Linked DNA regions of Mus musculus: region 1 is linked to region 2. A link is a contact called in public HiChIP or PLAC-seq data. All regions are on one chromosome and are shown on one strand. Each heading gives the region's core, a stretch centred on a gene start, on an enhancer-like site or on the middle of the called end of the contact. The rest is flanking DNA. Distances are from core to core; before and after follow the strand shown. Region 1 overlaps Agap1 (ArfGAP with GTPase domain, ankyrin repeat and PH domain 1). Region 2 overlaps Agap1 (ArfGAP with GTPase domain, ankyrin repeat and PH domain 1).

Region 1 (5,920 bases), core at 1,892-4,391, 140 kb after region 2:
TACAAGGACGTGTGTCCTTGTCAGAGCTACTGTGGGTGTAGGCCACAATATCCAAGGAGCACGGGGCCCAACACTGTGTGTGTGTAATCTCAGCACAGAGCCCCATACTGACAGCAGCCTACGTTGCTTGGCTGTAATGAGTTTGTGTAATTGATTTATCTGTGATTGGTCCAGACCAGAAAAGGAAACCAGACATTGCTAGTAGTGCTCTCCTGCCTCTGCCCGTGGAGATTTCCAGGGTGCACCATGTGAGGACTCTTAGGTGGGACCTAGGCAGAGACACTTGGCGTGTGTGCTGCTGCGCCTGAGGCTGGCCTGTCCCTGTGGCCGTGGGGTCAGCATATCTGGCCAGCAGTTTCTGGCTTTTTGAGTCCCCCACCCCCACTGCTTATTGATAAGCATTTAAATTTTAAAAAATCTAACACCATGAAAAATAGGAGACAAACTGATGAAACACAGCAGTTGTTTTTCAAGGGCCCAATGGGCAAACCAGCTGTGCTGAAAGGACAGTGCGTGCGGTCACTGGGGAGGGCGCGTGACGACAGAACCAGTCCACACTGCTCCTGCCCTTCACACGCTGATAGGAAGATGCCTTAGGTTGCATGAAGTAAAGTTTGAATAGAACAGGACTCCTAAAGAATTGTCCCCACCCAAGAAGTGACAGTGACATAGTACATGCTTTGGAGATGAGGTGGGGACTTTGTAGCTAGGAGTCCCCAGACTTCCTCTTGGCTTTGGAACTGACTTAGATTTTGGTAAACGTGATCTGTAGGAACCCTCTATACTTGGCCCTCATGTCCCATCAGGATTATTGGCTTCTTCAACAATGCCGGCAGCTTGGGGCCCGTACACCAGCGTCTAGAGTGCATAGACCTTATTCCAAAATGTTTCAGATGCAGGCTGGTCCTGGAGGAAGCGAGGTCTGGCAGGCTTGGGCTGAGCCTGAGGCCCGGTAGCTCCAGCCTCAGAAAGAGGGCACAAGGACACCTTGCCTTGCCAGCTCTGAACAGGAGGCTAGTGTGCTGGTGGTGCTCCCCAGCCTGAGGTGTGGGTCCTCTCAGTGGAGAGTCCCTTTCAGGAGGAGCAAAAGCCTTGAGGCAGAACCTAATGTATTCCTTCTAGTAAACAAATTACATGGGATTGCAACACAAATGATGCCCCAGAGACTGAGGACAGACGGAGTGACCTTCAGAGCAGTAAGTGTGTGTTTATCTACAGTATGAGTATTCAGAGTGCAGACTAGCATGTGACTCAGTGGCAGGGCCTTGGCTAGCTGAAGCCTTCCCTGGGTTTAGTCCCTGGCATGGGAGGGAGAACCCAGTAGTAACCTTTAAATAGTGGTTACCTGGACCTGAATTGTTGCTGCCTATGAGCTATGAAGAGGTTTTTACAATGAAATAAAAATAAACATTGACAGAGCCTAAAGTACTCTGGCCCTTTATGGAAATAGCTTCTTAACCTTCTCCAGCATAGTCAGGCACAGCTCAGTGACAGGGGCCATCTGAGAAATGGCCTCTAGGCCATATCATAGACACGAGGACATCACTAGATGTCTCAGCAAAGCCTAGGAGAGCAGTGGTGTCGCCTGTACATATAAACTGGGCTTTCAGGCTCCAGCGTCTGCTGCCCTTGGCAAGCTCTGCTACATTCAAGTGTAAAGCATTGGTGCGTAGTGTCTTGGGTTTTGTTTTCTCGTCCTCTGGGGTTGGTTCACTGCTGCCTCCCCTCCTCCCCTCACTCCTCCCCTATTGATCCCTCCCCTGTTGGGATATTTGCCCAATATCTTGTCCTTATGATTTCTGCTTCTCCAATGATGGGCATCTCTGTCCCATCGTTGTCTTGGAGACAAGGGTTGTATTGGCTCTTTTTTCTTTTTGGTCGGGGGAGTATCTGTATCATTTATGGTTATCCACACTGACCTGGGCTCTGAGGCTGTAGTGCCAGTTCCTCAGAAAATGACCTTCTGTGGACCGCTCTCATTTGCCTCATCAGCTGCAAGGGCAGAGGGCACAGAGCCCTGAGGAACCTCACGATGAGTGACCATCACCAGCCTGACAGTCATAATGTTCTGGCTACCTCTGTTTGCCTCCCCAGGAAGGTAACTCTCTCTGGGTTAGAGACCAGGGGACCTGCCGCCCCTGTGCATCTGCTGAAGGCCCTCCTCCAGCATCCATCGTGTGTCCTGAGGCACAGAGCAGCACTTCCTCTTCCTGAGATTGCTGTGGGCACAGGCCTTGCTTCTGCAGATGGAAGCCTCTCACATTCTAGAAGCCAGCTGTGGGAGAGGGCTCTGTTTTTTCAGTGGGGCCTCAGGTTGTTTCACAGCCTTGCCCTGTGCCGCTCCTTCTCATGCCGCCCCTCCCCTCCCCTCCCCTCCCCTCCCCTCCCCTCCCCTCCCCCTCCCCCTCCCCCTCCCCTCCCCCCAGGAATGGAGGAGTCAGTTCTGGCCCCATTGTGTTCTGATGGGCCAGCCCAGCTTATAACTGAGGTGTCCCTTCTCAATTTCTTTCTTCTGACAGGGACTTGAGTTAAGGGAGGCCACCTTGGGTCACCCTCCTCCCTAGTGACCCACCCACAGAGACCTTGACAGAGTGTGGTTGGCTCCTCACTCACTCTTAGCACACTGCTCTGGGCGGTTTTTTTATTTCCCACCATAAGCTCAAAATGCATGGCAAAGGAAATCTGTTTTGGTTAAGTTTTATAAACGACTATGTTACCAATAACCTCGGCTCCCACTGTAAAAATACTATGTGGTCCAAAATTCCTTTCAAATATCACAATACTAAACTTTTCCAGAGCCCCAATCTCATAAAGTACTGGCTTAAATATTTTTGTCATAGTTTAAAAGCCGCATTAATTTTTAAAGGAGTTTGGCACATTTGTGATTAAGTTTATATTCCCTTAGGGAGAACAGAAAAGGCCTGCAGCCCACAGTGTCTCTCAGTCCCCTTTGCTTTAGATAATAAGGCGACCACATTTGCAGGGACTTGTCCTGCACCACCATGAAGCTAAGGGGAAAAGGCTGATCTCACGAACCATCTACTTAGAAGCGGCAAGAAGAGACCTGGTACCATCCCTGCTCTTTCCTCTTGCCAGGGTTTAGGCTCTGGGCCAGCTGGCACCTGCTGCAAGGGCCACTGGGTTAGGCTCAGGGGTGAGACTGAGCTCGCCTCTTGGCAGTGGCCCCACAAAGGCAGCTCCAGCTCGGTATAACTCTAGGCCCTTCCTTGTGCATGCCAAATCAGAGATGGGCACAACCACAAGAAGGCCTGATGGTTTCAGCAGAGGTCTGTGGTCTCGGCAGCACAGCGATGGTTTAGAGTGGCAGCCCCCCGAGCTGGGGCTTAGTGGGAGAAGGCTTACTTGGCTCCCTGCATCCTCTGTGTCAGCTCCAAGACTGAGGAGAATGTCACTTTGCAGACAGGGTCACATTAGGGTCATGTGGGACTTGGTGTTCACATGGAAGAGGACGGTTCGAGGACCAGGAGCTCTGGCTTTCTTTCCTACAGGCCCGTGGGAGGGCAGGGGTTTCTCTGTCCCTTAGTGTCTTAAGGGCTTCCCAAAGGCTCTGGGCTGGTCTCTGATGCTTGTGTCACAAGGCACTTGTGGGGAATAACTCAAGTGGTGCTTGTCCATGTCACTGTGAGAGGGCTCTTGTCATTGTCCTCAGTCTTCCTTGCTTGGACAACTGTTATAGATACAACTAATAGCTTTCAGTGCAAGTATTGGGAATGATGAAACAGGCAGACATCTGTGGCCTTACTTACGCCAGGCCATTCCTATTTTTGGACTCGGAAAATTCCATTTAACTGTTATTTTACCCCTTAAAGCAGAACTGGACAGAGATGGGACCCTGGCCCAGCATGCGAGAGGAATAAACCGTGGCAGCTCCTCCCAGTGTGAGCTGAAACAGAAGGAAGCCAGTTATCTGGCATGTGGTGTCCCAGATTTAGAGCTGGTTCCTACAGTGAGAGTCTCAGAATAGTCACCTTGAAATTGGCTGAGGTTGGATGGTGAGAAACACCCCTAATCAGACCTTTAAAGTATGCTCTACAGCCAGAGAACACAGCTGCGCTCTTCTTTAGCAGCACGCTATGCCTTCACTGAACAGTTCTTTCTGACGTGCTGGCCATATGTGTTGCTGAGCAGAAGTTTGTCTTTCCTCGGCCCTGGCTTGGGGGAGAAGTCAGGATGCTGGGGAGTGGGTGTTAGTGGTAAAGTGCTTGTCACAGAAGCAGGAGAAGCAGGAGGACGTGAGCTCAGTCCCCAGAACTCACTCGTTTCCGTTGTTTTAAAGCCAGCTATAGTAATGCATGCTTATAACCTTTGTATAAGAGAGGGCCAGGCGACTCTCTGAGCCTGGCTCACTAATAGTTTAGCCTGGTAAGCTCTAGGGCAGCAAGTATTGCTGTCTCAAAAAGCAGGGTGTAGGGCCACAGAGCATCAGCACCCAGGCTGACTTCTGGCAGGTACACACGTGTGCACCTACGCACATGTGCATGTACACACACACACACACACACACACACACACACACACACGTATACACACACGACAAAAGATCCAGGGCTGCACAAAGGCAGCAGAAGCTGGAAGGTACATGTTGGAGATGAGCAGAGACTTGAAGTTGAGTTAACTCCATGCTTGGTTCTCAGAGGAGGTGAGCACACAGCGCTGTTGTCCAGATTCCGTTCAGGAAGTTACCATGGGCCACTGCACTCAGCATGATGCAAAGGGAGCCTTGTAGCTGGGGAAGGGTTACTACGAACAGGGAAAGGACTGCATTTCCCAGCATGGGAAGGAAGATATTTCTCCAATTGCAGAGTCTTGCCAATCAGCATCTTACAATGGGACAAAGGTACAGCCATCTCAGTCTGTTACCAGTCTGGGGGCAACAGTATGGGGCTCTGAGTAAGAGGACGACCCCCCTTCAACAGCACCCCAGAACCTGCACACACACAAGAGGTAAGCTAGGCATGGGTCAGACATCCATCAGAGAGGTCAGGTGTATATGTGACACCTTTTGCAATTTAATGATAGGTAGTCATAACCAATAGTCAGAGAAGTTCACAGTTGTTCTCGGGCTAGAAATGGATGGCTGGATGTGGTAGACCTCTGAGAGAATGACTTAGATTTGGATATTAAATAGACACTTTAAATCTAGATTGACCAGTTATGTGTATGTTAGCAGCACACACACCAACATTGAAATAGCAGAGAATACTCACATGACAAACAAGGCATTCGGATTCCATTAAAAAAAAACACATTAAAAATGAAAATTGAATTTGGTTATCTTCTGGAATTTTTGGTAGAAAACAGGACCTAATGGCCAAGATAAGATGGCAGATTTGAATTCAGAAGTAGAGTGGGCATCTTTACTTCAAAAACCCAACAATCCAAAGTATCCCAGAATCCACAGTAGTTTGGATTCTCAGAAAGTGTCAGATGTTCAAGTGAAGGGTGTTTGGCTGGTGGTAGTCCCAGACTCGGGCTCTTGTGAACTCATTCCTGTTCCTGGCATTTCGAATGCGGGACCCCGACCTCAGAGTAGAGGTTCTAGAGAGGCACCCCCGTCCTGACAAGGACAGTTCCCTCTTTGGGTGACCATGGAGGACACGTATCAGTGTGTTATTTTGGTGGCCTGGATTCTCAGGACCCGGGTGTGCCTGTTGCACAGAGCGACTGAGTGGTGATAGCATCCCATTCAATCCTGGACTGCTTCCTCCCAGCCTGCATTCCCAGGTTCCTGGCTGGGTTTTAATCTCCTGATATTACACGTCTGGGTTCAGGGAACCTCCCTGTATTTGTTTCCCAATTTGGCCGAAATTCTGAACCCATGGGTGTTCTCAGTAATGATGAAGTGTTGAAATAGGAGTCACGTTTTCTGTATCTGGGATGTCAGCGATATCAGAGTTTG
Region 2 (6,738 bases), core at 3,982-6,481:
TCTCTGTGAAAGGCCTGCGTTGGGAAGGTTGTATACCTGTTTCAGGTGGAGATGGTGGCATTTTCTAGGAGGTATGCGTGCCTGTGTGCTGGAGTGACCCAACCCTTCCGTATAACCTAGGCTACCTGTGATCCCTGGCTCTTCAGCATGGACTGCCCGCCCATCCCAGGCCCTGGGACAGAAGCCAGTGCAGCTTCTCTTGGAACCTGCTCCCCCTCCAGTTCTGTGTGACTGCCATAGGTAGACTTTTGACTGAGTTCTTTGATGATTAACCTTTGCTTGGCCAGGTCACTGACTTGTTCTCTGGCTAGGAGCAAGCCCCCGGATACCTTTACATGGAACTCCTTTTGACAACTTGCAGACTAGAACCTTTCTCTGGCACTTAGAGGGGAGGAGAAAAACCCACTCGGTGTCCCCAGGTGGGGACTTTTGTTCACAGAGAGGCCTCTGGAGGAGTCCAGTATGTTGGTGTCTGTCTGCCTTTCTTTCTGTCTCTTCTCCCTCCCTCTCTATCTCTCTTTCTCTTCCTTTGTGTGTGTCTGTTTCTTTTTGTGTGGGTGTCTGCTTCTCTTTCTCTCTTCATCTTCTCTTTTTCAGTGTGTGTGTATGTGTGTGTGTGTGTATGTGTGTCTGTCTGTCTGTCTCTCTGCATCTCTCTCTCTGTATATCTGTTCTCTGTATCTTTTTTCCCTTTGTGTGTGTGTTTATGTGTGTGTATCTGTTTCTCTTTCTGTTTTCTCAGTGTGTGTGTCCATCTCATTCTGTCTCTCCATGTCAGTCAGTCAGTCTCTGTCTCTGTCTCTTTCTCTATCCGTGTTTGTCTGCCTGCCTGTCCACCCCCATACTCACCCCCTGCCTCCCATGTCTGATTGGAGTGTATGGTTAGTCACTATCCATGACATGCCCGTGTCTTTGAGCCCTTCTTGACCTGACACTGTATCGGCAAGGTTGGGAAGCTGCCTTTGATCTTGGTCAAGAGTCTGTTTTCCATTTGGAAAATGCTAAGAGCCATGCAGACTTTAGGGTGGGAGCTCATACCTCCTGACCTGCCTTGCCGTCCCTGCTCGGGCATGCCTTGCTCTGTGCCACTGCTGAGCAGATGCTGGACTGACTTCCTGGTTCTTCTGCCTTGCGAGTCACTGCTGTGTGGCTTCTTTGTCTCTTCTTGGCGGGTAACCTTTGTACCAGCTGGAGAGCTTGCCTGTGCCTCCCTGCCCAGGTAATCGTGAAAATGGATGACTGAGAGCTGTAGTCTCTCAATAAGCGCCTTGGGAGAGATACTCCTCGTCTCTAATCAGAGTGCGGGCCTCTGGCTGCCTGGCACCTCCGCCTGGGGACTCCTTTTGGAGGTGGCGCCCGGTCTGATCAAGGTTAGTCTTCAGGGAGTTTTGTGTCAGTTCTAGCATCTTCTCCCATACTTTTAGTTCACACATGGCTTCCTGGCTCGTTCTTGGTGCTGGAATAATCTGGATATGATGATGTTTGAAAAAAGAAGACTGGTCCCTTTCTTCCCTCACTCCATGATCAGGAGGGCTACTCTGAGTGTGGTGTGTTTGCATGCACACCACAGCCTCTGTTTCCCACGGGGTCACATAGCATGTAGCCACCCTGTGGCCCCCATTTCCCACTTGTGTATATAGGGTGTAGTCACCCTGTCTGTCAGCATCTTTGGATTTAACCATCTATGTGCTGAAACTATTCATAAAGTTGCATCTGTGCTCAGATGTCCTGATTCCAGCCTGTTCCCTGCTCAGCTCAGCACTGACTTCGCATGTGTGGTTGTAGGTAGCAGGGGCATGCCTGCAGACATCATGCAGAAGTACTGGAAACAGCCCTATGGTGCTGAGGGGCCACTGTTCAGTTCCTCAGTCCTGGTAACAAGAGAGGTCAGGGTGGTGCCTGGGTTCAGCTTCTTGTCAGTTCCCAAATAGGGTGCTGCTAGTTTCGATGATCTGCATCCTTCCATTCAGTTGTCATGGTGTGAGGAGTAGGAGGTGGGCCTGAGTCTGGGGACAGAGAAGATTCCTGCCATCTTCCTGCTTATGTGGTAGTGGACCCATGTGTCTTCTTGTGATACCAGTGTCTGGACCCTTCTTCATACCTGTTTAGTGGAAAGCCCAAAAACCTGCTGCTGTCCAGCTTTCTTCAGGCCAAGTTTAACTCTTTTCCAGTAGCATCAGTTTGTAGTTTTCACTTTGACCCCCTAAGGCTGGAGAGATGGCTCAGTAGTTAAGGGTACTGGCTGCTCATACAGGGGACCGAAGTTTGGTCCCCAGCACTCATGGCTGCCTGAAGCTGGAGCTCCCGGTAGATCTGTTTCTTTGTCTTCATGGGTGCTATGTCCATGCACATATCCTCACACAGACATTCCTGTACATGGTAATACATCTCCAGGTGAATGCGTGTGCAGGCTGGGTGTCATGTCCCAAAGGCTGGCTACACTGCTGGGACAGGGTCTCTTACTGGCCTGGAGCTCCCCAGTCAGGGTAGACTGACTATTTATTGGCTATTAAACTCCAGCGATCCTTCTGTCTCCAGCCCTCTACCCCAGCACTGCAATCACAAGTACAATCACGTGCAGTTTCCCCCTAGGTTCTGGAGAGCAAATTCCTGTCCTCATGCTTGCAAGGCTACCCTCCCTACCCAGCCCGGATTTCCCTACTGTTGATGTGTATATTTCATAGCCTTGCATTAGTGTCAGTGTGACCAAACACAGCTGACTCTGCAAGCCCCCCACCTTTGAGTGCCACTGTGGTCTGCGCGCGCACGCGCGCGCGCACACACACACACACACACACACACACACACACGTCTTCCTCAGAGAACGATGTTTTTGACCAACAACTTAGTCCATAAATAGATCTGAGAGTATAAAGCTAGCTAGGCCTTGTTCTGCCCAAGCCTTTAAAAGGCCCACTAGGGCTTCAAGAATGAAATGGCATTCTTGGCCTTGCCCCGAAGGCTTTTGAGGATAAGTCATGAAGCAAATAAAGGAAAAAAATGTAGTCACCCAACAGAACACCCGGGCCTTTGTAACGGGCCTGTCTGCACTTCAGCCTCATCTCACCTACTGCCTATAGACTCACTTCTAGGAGACAGCATGGGGCACCACCTGCAGTTCCTTCTGGCTGGCTCCTATCTGTCCTAGGCTTCGGGTGGGGCTCAGGGTCACCTGTGTCCTGACTCTGTGGCCTGTATTATATCCTAGTCGTTAGTAGAGATCACTGGTTCCCTGACTCACGCAGATGGCTCCTGGTGGCTGAGCCAGGGTTGGGCCTGGGGATGCATGTGACTGTGCACTTTGTTTTAAGGGTGACTGCACATACTCACCTAGCAAAGGGTCAAAGTGCTCCGAGACTGTGGTCATGTGATAGAGACAGCATCTCACCCAGGACTTGGGCTTGCAGAGAGTGCCCTGAGGAGCCTGGCTGTTGTGGCACCCTCTGTGGCCTTGAGCGCTACTTGTACCTGTGTGGTGACAAGGACTGAGGTTCTGTAAGGAAGGGACCGTTTGGTAAGGCTGTGTACTCAGGTTGCTGAGGTTGCCATGACTGTCACTGAGGGATCCTCTCTTTGGGACTTGTCATCAGAATTTATGGCACTAAGTAAAGGCCTCAGGAGATCTCAGGTGGAGGAAGTGGCTCACCTGGCAGAGTGCTTTCCTACCAGGCACAGAACCCCGGGTTGGATCTCCTTCAGTTGGATGTGCTGGTGCACATTTGTGGCCTCAGCACTTGGGAGGCCAAAGCAGGAGGATTAGAAGTTCAAGGTTGGCCTTGGCTGCATAACCAGTTTGAGGCAGCTATATATGAAGCTCTGTCTCAGAGAAGAAAAGAGAAGAGGTAGCTTTCCTGTAAGCACACACTTCTTGCTTTAAGAGTATTGGGGATGATTTCTCTCCAGCTAGGGACTACTTGGGTCCATGACTAGAAGTGTAAGAAACTCATTCTGAAGACTGCAAGATGACCTAGGGTTTAACATGGGGTTGGAAATTAGCTTCAGCTAAAGAGCCATTGGGATGAACTGAACTTGGGATCCAAGGGGCAGGCCCAAGTCCCTTGGATCATCAGGGGACTATTTGAGTTAACTGTTCCCCTGGATTCAGCCTGTGCTTTGTTGGGTAGTGCAGGGCAGGGAAGGGCAGGAGAATTTGATTGATAGCTTCATCAGGATTGTAACAGAGGAGAAAAGAGCAGGTTGGTCCTTCAGAGAAAGTTCAAAAGTGCTTCAAAGGCTTGGGCTACAGAGCAGCAGGATCTGTTCATGGTAGACTTCCTTACCGAACTCACAGGGCTCTTCTGTCAGCGGTGAGAGGCTCAACAGAGGCTCCTTCGCACGGTCCCCAAGTCCAGGGTTACAGTGTACTTCTGTTGGAGCTGGGTGGGTTGTTGAGTGCCCCTTAGTAGAGCATTTGGGGCAGGGAGAGTAGAATGCTATATTGGTGACGTTTGACACAGGTGTGTAAAATAATCCTGTGCTCACATTATCTTGAGCTCCTTGTAAATAAAGCTTGGAGGTGACATTCAGAGAGAACTGGGTAAAGGGTGTTGTTGTTGTTGGGGTCCTAATGGAAACGAGCCACCCTTGAGGGAGGGCAAGTGGCTTTTGGGTCTGCCAAGACCAGTTGTAGGGGTGAGTGTGGCTTTTCCAGATGGGTCAGTCTGTGGATCCTGGTGGGTGGTAGGCTGTTCCTAAGCTCAGGTGTGGGCTCTTGCTTATGGGCCCCTCAGGCTGTAGTGCTGTTGAAGTGGGCGTTCCTATTCCCTTGGCTCCTCTTGGCTGAGCTCCTGTCTTCCCTCCCAGACATTTTGGTCACAGTCTGTTGTCTTCCCATCCGTCTAGCACTTGGCATCCTTCTCCCATGCATATCTGGCAGTTAAGTGCTTGTGGAATGAATGTTTCCTGAATATTCTACTGCTCCTTCCACAGAAATAAACACAGCAAACACTGTGGCTGCTCCCCTTCTCAAGCCTTTTAACTGGACTCCAAAGGAAATGACTGTGAATGTCCCCTGTGCCCTAGAGAACAAGTAGTGCTGCCCCAGGCCATTTGCCCACTCTGGAGGTGGGGCAACAGTGGGCTAAGTTGCTGTCTATTCTTAGCTTATGCCCCTAGCCTCTTATCACAGCCAGAAACCCTAGGTGTTGGTCAAGTGGGTGGATGTGTGGATGTGGGTTTCCTTAGGAGGTGTTAGATCTGCTGTTGTGGCAGTTGCCTGGCATGGGGAGCAGAGTGTGCAGCTCTCCTCTGTCAGTGCCTTCATCTGAGGCATCTCTCAAGTCAGCAGGCAGAGCCTGCTGCTGCACAAGGCAGGCAAGAGGCTTTGATTGGCTTTGCAAGGGAAGGATGGCAGGACCTTGGGCTGATTGGTGGGCGATGCTCAAGACACTGGGAAGGCTTGGTGTCTGCATGGTGCATGTGGTGGCCATGGCAAGATGCCACACCAGAGATATCTAGAGATGTGAAAGCATTCCTCGTAGCTCTCAGGCTGGGGGTTCAAGAGCAAGGTGCTGGCAGATGTAGCTTCTCTCTAGGCTGTTTTCCTTGGCTAGCATGTGTCAGCTTCTCACTGTGTCCTGCCAAGGTCATTTCTCTGTGTATAGGTGGTCTGCAGGCATGTGCATGGGTGCTCGATATTTCTCCTTCTCATGTGAACATTGCTTATATCGCTAGGGGTCCCACCATCAACATCATCAATGCTGTTATCTCCATTTCTGCTGACTGTCACTTTCTGGTGTTGGGGCTTCAATATAGGTCTTTGGAGGAGTACACAGTTTAATCTATCCATGTCCTCTCCTTCTCCTCTATCACCCATGTGTGCTTTTTGAGGGTGTGACCTGCAGTAGCTCTGTGGGTTTCCTTATTCACGCACACTGACCCTTTATTGGAAGACCATCTTGTCCTTGGGCCCCAACAGCTGGGGTGGACAGGAGACTCTGGCTTGCTGGTCCCACTCTGGAGAGCATTCCTCACACAGACTTTGTGTGTGTGCAGCTAGTACTGTCAACAGCAGCGATTTGTGTGCTGTGTGACAAAGTTTGTGCTGTTTAGTTTATTAATTGTTTTAGTTTCCAAAGCAATCTAAAGACACCATCCTCAATTTAGAGATGTCAGAATCTGAGGCTGAGTGCTGGTTCATCTCATGTCCTCTGGGTGCAATATGGCTGATAAAGGGAATGCAGTTTTATACAGCGAGGTACTTGTGCTTAAACCAGCTGGTCACGTCGTATCTGTAGTTAGGAAGCGGAGGGTGAGGAAACACTGTGATCAGCTTGCTTTAGTGTTTTTATTGAATCAGGGACCCCAGCTGATAGTGTGGTACCACCTAAACGTAGGGATCTCCCTTGCAGCTTAGGTTCTACCTGCACATGTAGCTCTGTGAGGCTTCAGCAGGTTGGATGGTGTTGGAGATGGACGTGATGTGCAGATGGTGGGAGAGAGAAGCGAGAAAGCTGAGGCTAAGAGAGCCGACGGGTGACACCGAGGAGCCATAGCTGGGGGGAAGGAGGCCTGCTATGAGGAAGGGCCAGTTTTAGGGTGAGTAGGAGGGTGCCTGGTGTATCTGGGCCCCTGAGATTGCAGACATGGAGGAAGTGGGAGACACCGTGAACCCCTGTGCTGTAGAATGCTATCCTCCAAGCTTAATAGTCTTGGTCAGAGCATTTGTGAGTGCTGTACAGAACCTTCAGGGCTTGTTGGTTGTTGGCCTTTCCTCCCAGAAGGAAGTGTGTGGAGATG

What was found. HiChIP or PLAC-seq counts read pairs in DNA pulled down with a chosen protein or histone mark.
Region 1: an H3K27ac HiChIP or PLAC-seq map of heart atrium shows a contact between it and region 2, with 5 read pairs. The contact joins two enhancer-like sites. A contact is called at or near these places in 8 of 484 Hi-C or Micro-C datasets (embryonic fibroblasts, forebrain, frontal cortex and 5 more) and 1 of 115 datasets of contacts at active chromatin or transcription factors (heart atrium).

What each region holds. Positions count from the first base shown.
Region 1 is chr1:89,619,015-89,624,934 of GRCm38.p6, forward strand. All of the region lies in intron 3 of Agap1 (ArfGAP with GTPase domain, ankyrin repeat and PH domain 1), which reads left to right. Among named protein-coding and RNA genes, the nearest start is that of Gm41914, 41 kb to the left of the region's middle. Within about 2 kb of position 3,142, at least 42 of the 459 cell types and tissues checked have an H3K27ac peak or open chromatin away from gene starts, as enhancers often do. A contact at or near this core is called in heart atrium, where this site is marked.
Region 2 is chr1:89,473,925-89,480,662 of GRCm38.p6, forward strand. All of the region lies in intron 1 of Agap1 (ArfGAP with GTPase domain, ankyrin repeat and PH domain 1), which reads left to right. Among named protein-coding and RNA genes, the nearest start is that of Agap1, 22 kb to the left of the region's middle. Within about 2 kb of position 5,232, at least 9 of the 459 cell types and tissues checked have an H3K27ac peak or open chromatin away from gene starts, as enhancers often do. A contact at or near this core is called in heart atrium, where this site is marked.